4 separate regions of the Mus musculus genome follow, and all the other regions are linked to region 2. Evidence: chromatin contacts called from public Hi-C and HiChIP or PLAC-seq data. All regions are on one chromosome and are shown on one strand. Each heading gives the region's core, a stretch centred on a gene start, on an enhancer-like site or on the middle of the called end of the contact. The rest is flanking DNA. Distances are from core to core; before and after follow the strand shown. Region 1 overlaps Gm30320 (a long non-coding RNA gene). Region 2 has its middle 27 kb from the start of Gm29679. Region 3 has its middle 34 kb from the start of Gm30536. Region 4 holds the start of Sulf2 (sulfatase 2).

Evidence for each region. A called contact is a pair of places that touch in the nucleus more often than the background predicts. HiChIP or PLAC-seq counts read pairs in DNA pulled down with a chosen protein or histone mark.
Region 1: an H3K4me3 HiChIP or PLAC-seq map of bone marrow-derived macrophages shows a contact between it and region 2, with 6 times the contacts expected there. The contact joins two enhancer-like sites. A contact is called at or near these places in 2 of 484 Hi-C or Micro-C datasets (the C10 cell line and bone marrow-derived macrophages), 6 of 115 datasets of contacts at active chromatin or transcription factors (acute myeloid leukemia, astrocytes, bone marrow-derived macrophages and 3 more) and 1 of 9 other capture datasets (embryonic stem cells).
Region 3: a contact with region 2 is called in a Hi-C map of bone marrow-derived macrophages, with 21 read pairs. The contact joins two enhancer-like sites. A contact is called at or near these places in 1 of 484 Hi-C or Micro-C datasets (bone marrow-derived macrophages), 6 of 115 datasets of contacts at active chromatin or transcription factors (T-cell acute lymphoblastic leukemia, astrocytes, cardiomyocytes and 3 more) and 1 of 9 other capture datasets (embryonic trunk).
Region 4: a contact with region 2 is called in a Hi-C map of bone marrow-derived macrophages, with 15 read pairs. The contact joins the promoter of Sulf2 here to the enhancer-like site in region 2. A contact is called at or near these places in 11 of 39 promoter capture datasets (3T3-L1-derived adipocytes, the HPC-7 cell line, Sertoli cells and 7 more), 1 of 15 datasets of contacts at CTCF or cohesin (the NIH/3T3 cell line), 4 of 484 Hi-C or Micro-C datasets (LSK cells, bone marrow-derived macrophages, cortical neurons and 1 more), 28 of 115 datasets of contacts at active chromatin or transcription factors (astrocytes, cardiomyocytes, craniofacial prominence and 17 more) and 2 of 9 other capture datasets (adipose tissue and pancreatic islet).

Annotation. Positions count from the first base shown.
Region 1 is chr2:166,179,844-166,182,543 of GRCm38.p6, reverse strand. It overlaps Gm30320 (a long non-coding RNA gene), which reads right to left. Exons shown (of 4, transcript XR_866951.1): 4 at 1-166. Among named protein-coding and RNA genes, the nearest start is that of Gm30536, 13 kb to the left of the region's middle. Within about 2 kb of position 1,288, at least 169 of the 459 cell types and tissues checked have an H3K27ac peak or open chromatin away from gene starts, as enhancers often do. A contact at or near this core is called in bone marrow-derived macrophages, where this site is marked.
Region 2 is chr2:166,535,780-166,538,479 of GRCm38.p6, reverse strand. No RefSeq gene overlaps it. Among named protein-coding and RNA genes, the nearest start is that of Gm29679, 27 kb to the left of the region's middle. Within about 2 kb of position 1,364, at least 21 of the 459 cell types and tissues checked have an H3K27ac peak or open chromatin away from gene starts, as enhancers often do. A contact at or near this core is called in bone marrow-derived macrophages, where this site is marked.
Region 3 is chr2:166,227,276-166,229,975 of GRCm38.p6, reverse strand. No RefSeq gene overlaps it. Among named protein-coding and RNA genes, the nearest start is that of Gm30536, 34 kb to the right of the region's middle. Within about 2 kb of position 1,340, at least 35 of the 459 cell types and tissues checked have an H3K27ac peak or open chromatin away from gene starts, as enhancers often do. A contact at or near this core is called in bone marrow-derived macrophages, where this site is marked.
Region 4 is chr2:166,154,292-166,156,991 of GRCm38.p6, reverse strand. It overlaps Sulf2 (sulfatase 2), which reads left to right and starts at 1,309. Exons shown (of 21, transcript NM_028072.5): 1 at 1,309-1,489.

The DNA.
Region 1 (2,700 bases), core at 39-2,538, 360 kb after region 2:
CTGACATTCAGCCAGGTCCCCATATGCTGCTCCTGGCCTCTCCAAGCCTCACTGCTGGGGTAGCAACGCCACCCTGTTTGGCTGCAAACATCGCCTCTCAGGTCATTTAACCGTCTCTTTGCTTCCTGCTTCAATGCATCATGTTAATGAGGCTTTGTCTCCTACCCTGAAGAGAAGAAAATTAAAAACAGCAAACGCATGTCACATGGCACCAACCCAGGCTTGCGGGGACATTCAAGATGGGGACACAATCCTCTCAGATTCATCTCTTCACATTCCCTGTCCTTCCAGGTGTCCGTCACAGAAATGCAGCCCACCTCCTTTGAGACAGGTCTCTCTTCGGCCTGGAGCTCACCAATTAGGCAAGACTGGTTGGCCAGCGAGCCTCCTGTCCACACCTCCCGCACTGGGGCTACCCACGCATGCCACCACACCCAGCTTTCTTATGTGGGCTCTGGAACTCAAGTCCTTAAGCTTAACCGCCTCCTCAGCCCCTCTAAGGACCTTTTAAATAAAATTGATAGCAGCCAGCCTTTCTTGATCCCTGTCCCTTCGACTCCATGTCCCTTCCCACACAACGCAGATTTGATGTACAGGGGTGGGGATGTTTGGTTAGGAAGGGAATGTGGGGCCAGTGGCCACGTGAGCAAGCCCAGAGTCTGTCCTTCCATGGCACTTACAAGAACACCCTCAAGGCCTGCAGCTGCTCCCTGCTGCTAGCCCGCAATGGATCTGGAGCCCCCAAACCATTCAGGAAGTGCCCGAATCCAACCCTTAGAAACTGGAGGCAACAAAGGCTTGTGTGAGCCATGAACATTGGAAGGATGGGGGACTTTGTTACACAGCCAAAGCTGACTGCTACAAAGCCCACACCCGCTTCACACTCCTATGTGTCTAGAAATATTCAGGGCACGATCTACAGCCCAGCTCCCATTACCTTCCTTCGGCATCCCCACCCTGAGGCATGCCCACTCTCTGCCCTCAACAAGCCTTCAGAATGGTCCCATTTTCCAGCCTGAGCACCAGTCCAAGAGAAGGGGGGATCCTAACCAATTAGCCCAAGTTTCCATGAGCTCTGTCTGTCTCAGCCCAGAAGGTCATATGTCCATGAAGCACCCAGCCACAGTCTGAGATGCAATGAGATCCACCCTGCAGAGATTGTTTTATGGAGATTTCTGTTCAATGTCAGACCAGCTTCTGTCTTTTCAATCTTCCAGACTGCTAAAGGATGTGAAATCTTTGCCTCTGACCACTTCCTCATCCAGGCCCATATGGAGAAGTGAAAGGACTTTTTGGGACTCTTTCTTGCTTGTTCCTTTAGAAGGAACAAGTGTTTGTGTGCCCTTTATTCCGACTATGGGCATAAGAATGTCTGCCTTTCCCTGCAACCAACACATCCTATCCCAGCAAACATGAACTGTTGTCAGGGACACGAGGAACCCGACTCCATGTCTTCTGAGAACTCCAAACAGCCTGGCTGTGTACAGTCACACTGTCAGTAGAAACAGAAACCATAGAAATGGGGTAAGCACACCCCACGAGGCATCAGAAAGGGGTGCAGACTATAGTGTGGGTGGGGCCGGTGGGGGAGGAGTTTGGAGCATGGAGCAACAGAATGGAAACTGGAAAGCTGCCAAGGAAACTATGGCAGAGAGAGCCAGAAAGCACCCGGGACGTTTGCTCAGGACTGGAGGGAGCGAGGCGTCATTAAGCTGACTTGCCTGGGCTTCCACGAGACAATGGGATTCATTTAATGAGAGAGGCCCCGGCATGGCAGAAATCTAAATTAATCCTTTGCTCGGCAGTTCACAGGGGAAGATGAGGAAGAAGTTGTCTTTAGAAATCACAACACTTTTTCCACCACCAAGGTAAAAACTCAGAGAGGAAAGAGAATGGGATAGGCACAAACAAACTTTCAAAACTGGCCCTGTCCTGTGCTTCCAGCCTGGCTGCTCCTCCAGGGCCTGCCTCTGGAGTTCTCTGGGGAAAACTGTCTCTGGGCCCCATGAGACTTCTCTCCCTTGCTGCTGCTGGCCTTAGCCCTCAAACTCTCAGTTCAACTGGCTAACTCCCTGGCTGGGTTTTCTTCTGGTGATTAAAAACACAGAAGTCAATCTTTTCCAGATGCCTGTGGTCGCTTTCCTGTGCTTTGGGGCTTCTGTTACCAGGCAGAGTAGACTCGAGATGAAATTGAAACCTGCCAACACAGGCAGGTCCCCCTCTCAAAGACTCATAAAAAAACGGGTGCGAGGAATACTCAAAACAGCTGGGACGGGCAAATGGCTTCTAGAAGCCCTGCTTCTGTGTGTTAGGAAGGAGGATGGGCCCATCCCTTGGAGAGTCTGATGGTCTCTGTTTGCTGTGATGTGATTTCTCCCAGGGCAGGCTGGGGTGTACACACCCATCCTATAAGCTGGGAGCTTTTATTATCTGTCTTATACACAATACTTGCTGCCCACAGTGCTATTTTGACCAAAGACAGGAAAGTAATTTTCCGAAAGTGAGCCACCAGCCCCCCTAAGGGTATCAACTTCAGTCCTGAATGGCTCAGCTCCTGGTTTCTTGCCTTGACCAGGCCTCCAAAGACAGAGTCTAGGCCAATCCCTCCCACTCCCCTCCCCCAGGTTGTTGCTCTGGGCAACATCTTCTCAGGCAGGCCTCTCTTGACCTCTGCACTCTGCATCCCTGACAGCTGGCCTC
Region 2 (2,700 bases), core at 115-2,614:
GAGGAAATACAAGGCTGGCCAGGGGAGGGTAGGAGGACTCCTCACTTGCAGATATCCAGCATGCCCCCCCCAACCTTGTCCATCCCTCACAGCACTAAATTCCATGCCAGGACAGCTCTGGTGATTGGCTCTCTCCTCCTTGGTGCTGCCAGATTGCCAGGAGCTCTCTCTGTGTTCCCCGTCTTTCTACTGTCACCGAAAGGCTTTGATTTAGTTTATTTATCCCCACAGCTCCAGGGGGAGGGAGCTGGACTCCTGAAAGATCACCTTCACCAGTCTGCAAGGTGAATGATTTCAGGGGAGAATAACAGGTGTTGTCTGTGGAAAGCCCATGTCGCCTGTGCCCTGTCACCCAGGAGACTGAGCTCTAGAGCAGCCCATGGGAGCACACCATCGAGGGCACACCATGGAGAAAACGTGGAGGACAGATGGAAAGGCGGGGAGGGGAGGGTGGCTATCCTGACAGACAGAAAGCCAAACCCCAGACTCAAACATGTGCTGAACTGTGGGAGAGAACCAACCAACAGCAAAAGAGAGGTGTCCAAGGTCACGGGCTGCGTGGTGGATTTGGAACAGGTGTAGGGCTAGGCTAGAGCAACCATGACTGTGTCTCACACAAAGGGATAGAGACCCTCACTCCACGACACCAGTGATGGTTTCTAATTTCACCTCCAGAGTCGATGGAGGGGCCCCGGGGCCAAAAGGTTGGGGGCTTTTTCTGCCCTTTTCTTTCTCCTAGATAAGATTTCATCCAGAGAAAAATGTGTGTAGGCACAAGTGTGTGTGTATAAGTGTGTGTGTATGGGTGTGTGTGTGCAAGTGTATGTGTCTGTCTGTGCGTGTCTGTGCATGTGTGCATGTGTGTATGTGCTAGTGGGCAGGAATGTGTATGTATGTGCATGTATGTGCACATGTCTGTGTTTGCATGTGCATGTGTGTATAGAGTTGATAGATAAATTTAAATTCAAGATCCTCAGTTAAATTTGAATTTCAGATAAATAACAAATTGATTTATTCTAGTATAACTCTGTCCCAAGCAATATTTGGTACATATTTACATTTTTTTTTTTTTTTGTTGATCTGAAATTCATTTTTTCTTTTCTAATTCCAGGAAGCTTTGGTTTATGTATGTTTAAGGAGAAAAAAGGATTTGAAAATGAATCTGTTACCATATGGTATACTCCTTCAGGCCTTAACTGTATGAAGCCCTGCTTCCCCAAACTGAACCCTGCAAACAAGATTCTAGACCATTCTTCTGTCCCCATGAACAAAACACACTCCATCTCATGGGGCTACAGCCAGTTGTGTTCACAAGGGAAGAAGGGTTGGGCTGCTGTCACTTGGTCATGTGGCTTCCTCTTGCTTCCTGCTGTTGGAAGGCCAAATGTGGTGACAGCAACATTTGTTCCAATGGTTCCCTGGGGAGGAGGGGCAGATCTAGCCTGAGAGCACCAGTGCACTTGTGTGATTGTATGTGTGCGCGAGTGTGTGCACGTGTGTGTGAGTGTGCATGTGTGTATGTATGAAGGCCTGCATATCACCCTTGAGGGACCTGGGAGTCTGCAGAATGCCTTTTGGCTATGTTTTCCCATAATCCCAGCAAGCCCCTTGGGCATCATGCTCTCAGATAAGATGGTTAACTCTAATTGTCAGCTTGTCAATACAACTTGAATACCCTGGAGAAAGTCTCAGCGGGGGGTATTGTCTATATTGGGTTGGCCTATGGAAGAATATTTTAATTAAGCTAATTAATGTGTGAAGACCGAGCCTACAGTGGGTGGTGCCATTCCCTAGGCATGGGTCCTGAACTGCAGATGAATGGAGAATTCGAGCTGAGCTCAAGCAAGCTAGCATGTACGCATTCATTCTCTCTCCTCTCGATTGGGACTGTGATGTGACCAGTTGGAAGTTCTTTACTTGGCTTTCCCACAATGGTGGCCTGTAGCCTGGAATTTTAAGTTGAAATAAGCCTCTCTCTCCCTTAATTTGCTCTTTATTAGGGAGAGAGACAGAGAGAGAGAGAGAGAGAGAGAGAGAGAGAGAGAGAGAGAGAGTGTTTTAATCACAGGAACAGAAATGAAACCAGAGCACCAGGCACCTGGGGACTGGTGGCCCCATTTGGAGTCTCAGTGTCTGATGGAGACATGAGAGTCCTCAGAGCTCAGCTGTGCTCAGCTTAGGAAGTCACTTTCCTTGGGTCTGGTGGCGGTGTTGATGCTCAGCAGTCTCTAGGACCATTTCATCTCCAGCCCCTGCTGCTTCTGATGACACCATCTAGACAGCCTTTCTCTTCTCAGGTCCTGCATGCTCTGTGACATGCTTTTCGCACTGTGACTGTCTGTGGCTGGACAATGAGCCTCTCGCGCTCCTCAGGCTGTCCCAAGCCCCTCCTACCCCCCCACGGTGCATGTTTGCTCACAGGAACCTTTCTTTTGACACACACAAGCTGCTCTCTTTCTTCCGTACTCTTCTCAGTAGCTGTGCACCGAGAGAGGCTCGCTGATAGCTTTTCTCCGAGTTTTCTCATCTGAGTGGTTTTGGCCTGACCACTTTCTGGCTGAGCTTGAGGCAGATGCGATTTTATGAGGCTGTAAAAGTCAAGCTTTGAATGTGTTTCTATCAAATTGCTGTGGGAAGGAGACGCATTAAAGGCAAGGAAAATAATGAGGGCGGTCTGTGAGGAGTCAGGACGCTTGAAGC
Region 3 (2,700 bases), core at 91-2,590, 310 kb after region 2:
ACCCTCTCTCTGCTCTCTACCCTTCATCACACTGTTGTGTTTTCTTCTCTGTCTCTATCTGGAAAGTCCTAGGTAGCTGTCGGCTCCCTGCATTGCGCTGTGGGTGAATTTTCAAGGAAGCCTTACAGGAGAGAGCGCCATCTCCCCACACCCCTGCATCCTCCAGCCCCAGGCACCTAGGACGAGTACATTCTCATCAATGCACACATACCTTGTGCCTTGTTAGGTGAATGGATGAGTGAGTTAGTCAGTGGATGGATAGGTGGATGAATGGATGGATGGTCCCTATAGAAAGAGGTTTCTTGAGCAGGGCGTGGTGGCACACGCCTTTAATCCCAGCACTTGGGAGGCAGAGGCAGGCGAATTTCTGAGTTCAAGGCCAACCTGGTCTACAGAGTGAGTTCCAGGACAGCTAGGGCTACACAGAAACCCTGTCTCAAAAAAGAGAAAGAAAGAGAGAGAGAGAGAGAGAGAGAGAGAGAGAGAGAAAGAAAGAAAGAAAGAGTAAAGAAAGAAAGAGGTTTCTTCTTTCTCCTTACAGCTCGAACTCTGCACACATTCCCTGGCGTTGTGTTAAGCGGCCATCTTGTGCTGCCGTGCCCTTGCATCATGTCCCTTGCTCTTGTCCACCCCTTTCCCCTCCAATACCAGCTTTCCCTGGAAGGCCGAGAGCTCTTGGAGGTCATAGGCTGGCTTCTGGAGACTGCTTCAGTAAAAGGTTTTGTGCTTGACTCCAGGGCTGGGCTGCTACAGTTGGACTAGGTTGGAATTACACTAGTGAGGAGGGGTGAGTGGCTGGAGTGGAGCAGAATGGGCTGGAGTCAGGTGGGGAGGGTAGAAGGATCTGATCGGTTGTAACCAGTTGGGCTGGACTGTGCTGAGTTGGGTTTGTTGAGTTCCACTGAGCTGGCGTGGAAAACTGAGTCACTGCAAATTTCATTCACTCTCCAGCTTTCCCATCAGCAGAAGCTGGTCCCTCTGTCAAGGTGATTTTCCCTCTCTGTTGCTTCCACTAGACTCTCATATGTCCCCTATCCAGACTCTGTGACTCACCCCCTCCCTACCGGGCCCCCAGTCTCTGTCCATCATATCCCCACATGCCTGGTGCCTGGCTCTGGCTTTCAAACCCTAAGCCCCACACACATTCAGAAATTGTTTGATCAAAGGATCAAAGTAATGACAAAGCCAGGTAGGAGGGCACCGAGGAGCCCAGGAGACACAAGCCAGGTATTTGATGTCCACTTCCCCCTTGGAGAAGATCAGCTCTAGGAGGATTGTGTGCCCTGACTTTGCCCTTGACCAACCCAACCCAACCCAACCTAATCCATCCCTCTGGAGAGGAGGGTTCAGAAAGCCTGTGGACACGGCCTTGAGGCCAAAATGGGAAGGGGAAATGACTCAGCTGAGCCCAGGAGGAAGGTCTCAGCTGGCAGATCCACATCCATCCAATGAGCGTGACAGAGTGTCTCTACGCACCTCCGTCTCTGCCCAAAAGCACAGGCCACAGCATCCATTGCAGACTTGAGCTCACGGGGGGGGGGGGGGGGCGATGCAGAGGGAGCCTGGGTGGATGGCAAATAGGGAGAACACAGTTCTTGGCTTCCAGAGATGACATACAGAAGCCACAGCCTAAGATGGCCATGAGCTTAGCCTATGAGAGGGAGGAAAGGGGTGATCTATAGTGGAGATCTACAGGGGTGATCTATAGTGGTGATCTACTGGGATGACCAGCCTGGAGGAGCAGACAAGAGAAGGAGGTGTAGCCAGAGGGGTTTTCTAGGATCCACAAAGCCCAGGGCACAACTCCTCCGCTCATGAATACAAACATTGCATCCTTCTGCATCCACACTGAACTTCGGGGTAGTTTTTGTTTGTTTAATGTTTCTGAATATTTGATGAGAATAATTTTTTTAAAAAAATATATAGTAAAGGGAAGAACTTTTAAAAAGTTGGAGATTCATCTCTGCCGTGTTTGAACCAGTTTCTCAAAGATAAAGTCATAACTATTTCACAAACATCAAATAACCATGTGTCAAAATTTTATTTAACTCAGTAGCTAGTGAAAGATCTGGGAAGATTTTAGAGACAATTCAAGTAGACTAAGCTGTCTGGCTGTTGAGCCCCCAGGGATCCTCCTGTCCCCACCTTGCCAGTACTGAGATTCCAGGCTCACCCCACTGCACCAGCTTCTCTCTATGTTCTCATGCTTACACCGACTGGGCAGGGACTTTCCCAGCCAGCCATCCCTCGGCGCTTGGTGTTTCTTTGATGTCTGTGGAGTGTGTCACGCCCTGTGGCCACCCCACGCCTGTCCTGAGTCTCCTGAGGTCTCAAGCAGGTAGTGTCTGAGGTTGACATCTTGCTGCTTTTAAAGCCACAGGTTCACACATCTCTTAGGAGCCTCACATCACAGAAGTGTTTAGATACTTTTTTTTTTGCATACTAATATTGTCCTTTTTCTACTCTAAGCAGTGTCCTGCGAGTCAGTTCCTTTGATCTGTTCTTGAGTATAGCGTTAATGGTGCCTATACTGGTTATTCTGTTTCTATACCTCATTCTGCAGTAAGAGAGCATCCTGAGATAAGATGTAGGAGGAAGGGTGGACGGAGAGCTAATAGTGTGGGAGGGCAGGCAGCCACCTTCCCATGGCCTACAGCTTCTGTGTTTCTCTCCCCGATAACAAGAGCCCAGTTCTTTTCA
Region 4 (2,700 bases), core at 60-2,559, 380 kb after region 2:
GGTATAGCATGTAAAGTTACCTGTTGCAGAAAAAGAGAAGGATACAAAAAGATCAAGTGTATACATTGTTGTTGCTTCGTGTGCTTCTGAGACAGTATCACTATATAGAAAGTTTGACTTTGGGTGATCCTCCTGCCTCAGCCTTCCCAGTGCAGGCATCACAGATGTGGGCCACGAGAATACTGTCTGAGTTGACCCTATAAGGATATATAAATTAATCAATTTAATTATTCAATTAAATGTCTGGGATGTTGAAACTGATTACACCTGCTTTTCTATCTGTTTTATTGGTTTATTTTCTGAGATTTTTTTCCTTTTGTTTTGTTTTGTTTTGTTTTGTTTTGTTTTAATAGGGTCTCCTGGACCTCCAACTGGTCTTAATCACCCTGTGTGTAGATAAGGGTGACCTTGAATTTTTTATTTTCCTGCCTTTGCCTCCCAAGAGCTGGGATTGCAGGCGTGCACCAGCACTGTACATTTGATGTTTGTTTGTGTGTTTGTGCTTTCTAATGAAGTTCTCAGAATCTCAAGGATGGGAGCCCTCTGCCCCAAGCATCCAATGAACAGCGCTGCAGGGGCCCAGCCCCTTCTCATGCAGCACTGAGACTGGAATGCCTGGGGGTGGGGTGGAGGGTGGGGGGGGGGGTTCATGAAAGCGAATACTCACGCCTAACATCCTGTATCCAGCCAGGACTCTACACTAGCCAAAGGTGGGGCTTGCCCCCGGCTTAGGAAAGCAAGTTCAGGGTTAGTACAACGACTGTATGGGCGGAGTCGAGAGCCCCCCACGCAGTCCAGACAACCCGCTTGAATTTTAGATAAACAGCGAGGACGTGATTTTAGTGCATCTCCATCGGTGCCCTGTTATTTTTACTACGTGAATTTGACAAACGCTATCCATCAGAAAACTAGAAAAATCCCACCAGGGGAAGGAGGATCTTGAAAATAAGCGCAGCCTGGGGGGTCAGATACAACTCCGGAGCTCAGCTTCTTGGGTTCAGATCCTGATCCAACTATCTGACCTTGGGCCAATAACTTAACGGCTCTGTCTTGATTTCAGTATCTATAAATGGATGAACATCTTGGAAGACTTTCAGGGGTTACGTTTCCATCCGAGGCCCGCCCCGTTCCACCGCAGGGTCGATAACCCCCTAGCACATCAGCTGTACTTTCTGAAGCTACTGGTGGGCTCTGTGAGGCTCTTCACCCACCCTTGGCAGCCAGGGCCCCCTCAAGCCTCTGGTGGCTTCGGGGACGGCAGAAACCGCGCAGACAGCACCACCTGGAGTCAGAGTTCTCCCTTTACCAAGGGAACCGGCCTCCCCTTTCTTTCCCATTCCCGGCCCATGTCTGGGCAACGCTTCTGCTTTCGCTTGAGCTCAACTTAATTTCTCAGAGAGCTTCGGAGACGCGTGGGAAGGTCCCAGGCGCGTGGGCAGTTCCTCCCGCGATCTAGCTTGGGGATCGGCCCGAGCCGGCGTCTCCAATGGCAAGTGTGTGCGTGTGTGTTTAGAGGCGAGCGCGGGGCTTTCAGCTAAGGCTGCCGGGTGTTTGCAAACCAGGGCGAGCCCCTGTGAAAGCGGATAAAAGAAAACATTTATTAACGTGTCATTACGAGGGGCAGCGCCGGGCCGGGGCTGTCGCACGCCTCAGGGAACACTTGGCTCCTCGCTGCTGGGAGGGAGGAGGACGAAAAAGCGGAAAGAGGCTGGATTCTCTGCGCGCCAGCCCGGGGGCCTGATCCATGGCCCTCGCGACTTCGCGCCGGTGTCTGGTGGACTAAGAGATGCGCCCCCGGTCCGAGTGGCACACACGCGCGCACACACGCACGCGCGGTCCCGGCTCGCCGGCAGCTCCCTGCTCAGCGCACATCAGCCTCAACTCCGCGCCCAGGGCGAGCGGGAGCGGGTGCGGGTGAGTGCGCCCCGGGCCCGCGAGGGTGCGCGCTCGGCGGCGGGAGCGCGGCCGGCCACCGGCTCGGCAGGCAGCAGGCCGGGAGCCGCCGGGACTTCGGGCCGGGGCGCGGGGCGGCCGCGGCGGCGGAGGTGAGGAGCGATGGCTGAATCGCCGGGTCCCCGGCGGGGCGGGAGGCGGCTGGGTCCTGGGTCCTGGCGCGCGCGGAGGCCGGGGCGGGCGGGGCGAAGCAGAAGCCGGGATGCCGCGGAGGCGGCTGGAGCAGCGGCAAGGCAGAGTCCCCTACGCCCCGCGGCCCGGCCCGGCTGCGGCAGAGACGCGGTGAGGCCGCGGGGGCCGCGCGGTGAGTGGGGCGCGGGGCCGGGCCCGGATCACAGATTCCAGGGCGAGCACGGTTCAGGTGAGCCCAGCCGGTCCCCGCTGCCCGGCTCAGGGAGGGTGTTACCCGGAGGTTTAGGTACCGGCCGGCCTCAGTGGGGCTGACCGATTTGACCCCGTCTGCAAGGCTGGGCGGCTAGGGGAGGACTTCCCGCGCCCCGGTGGTTCCCGGGGAAGGGCGCGTGGACCCGCGGGCTGCAGGAGCATGGCCCGGTTGACCCCTTGAGGTTTAGATCCAGAGGGCCAGCTAGAAGCCAGACCACGTGTGGCTTGTCCGGGCAGGACCCGAGCAAGCAGGGACTAGGAACTCGCAGAACGGAGGACAAATGAAATCGTAAAACTTCTCCCGCGCCAGGTCAGAACCCATCGCCCTGCAGACCTGCGTCCGCCGCGGGCTCCAGAAGCCCG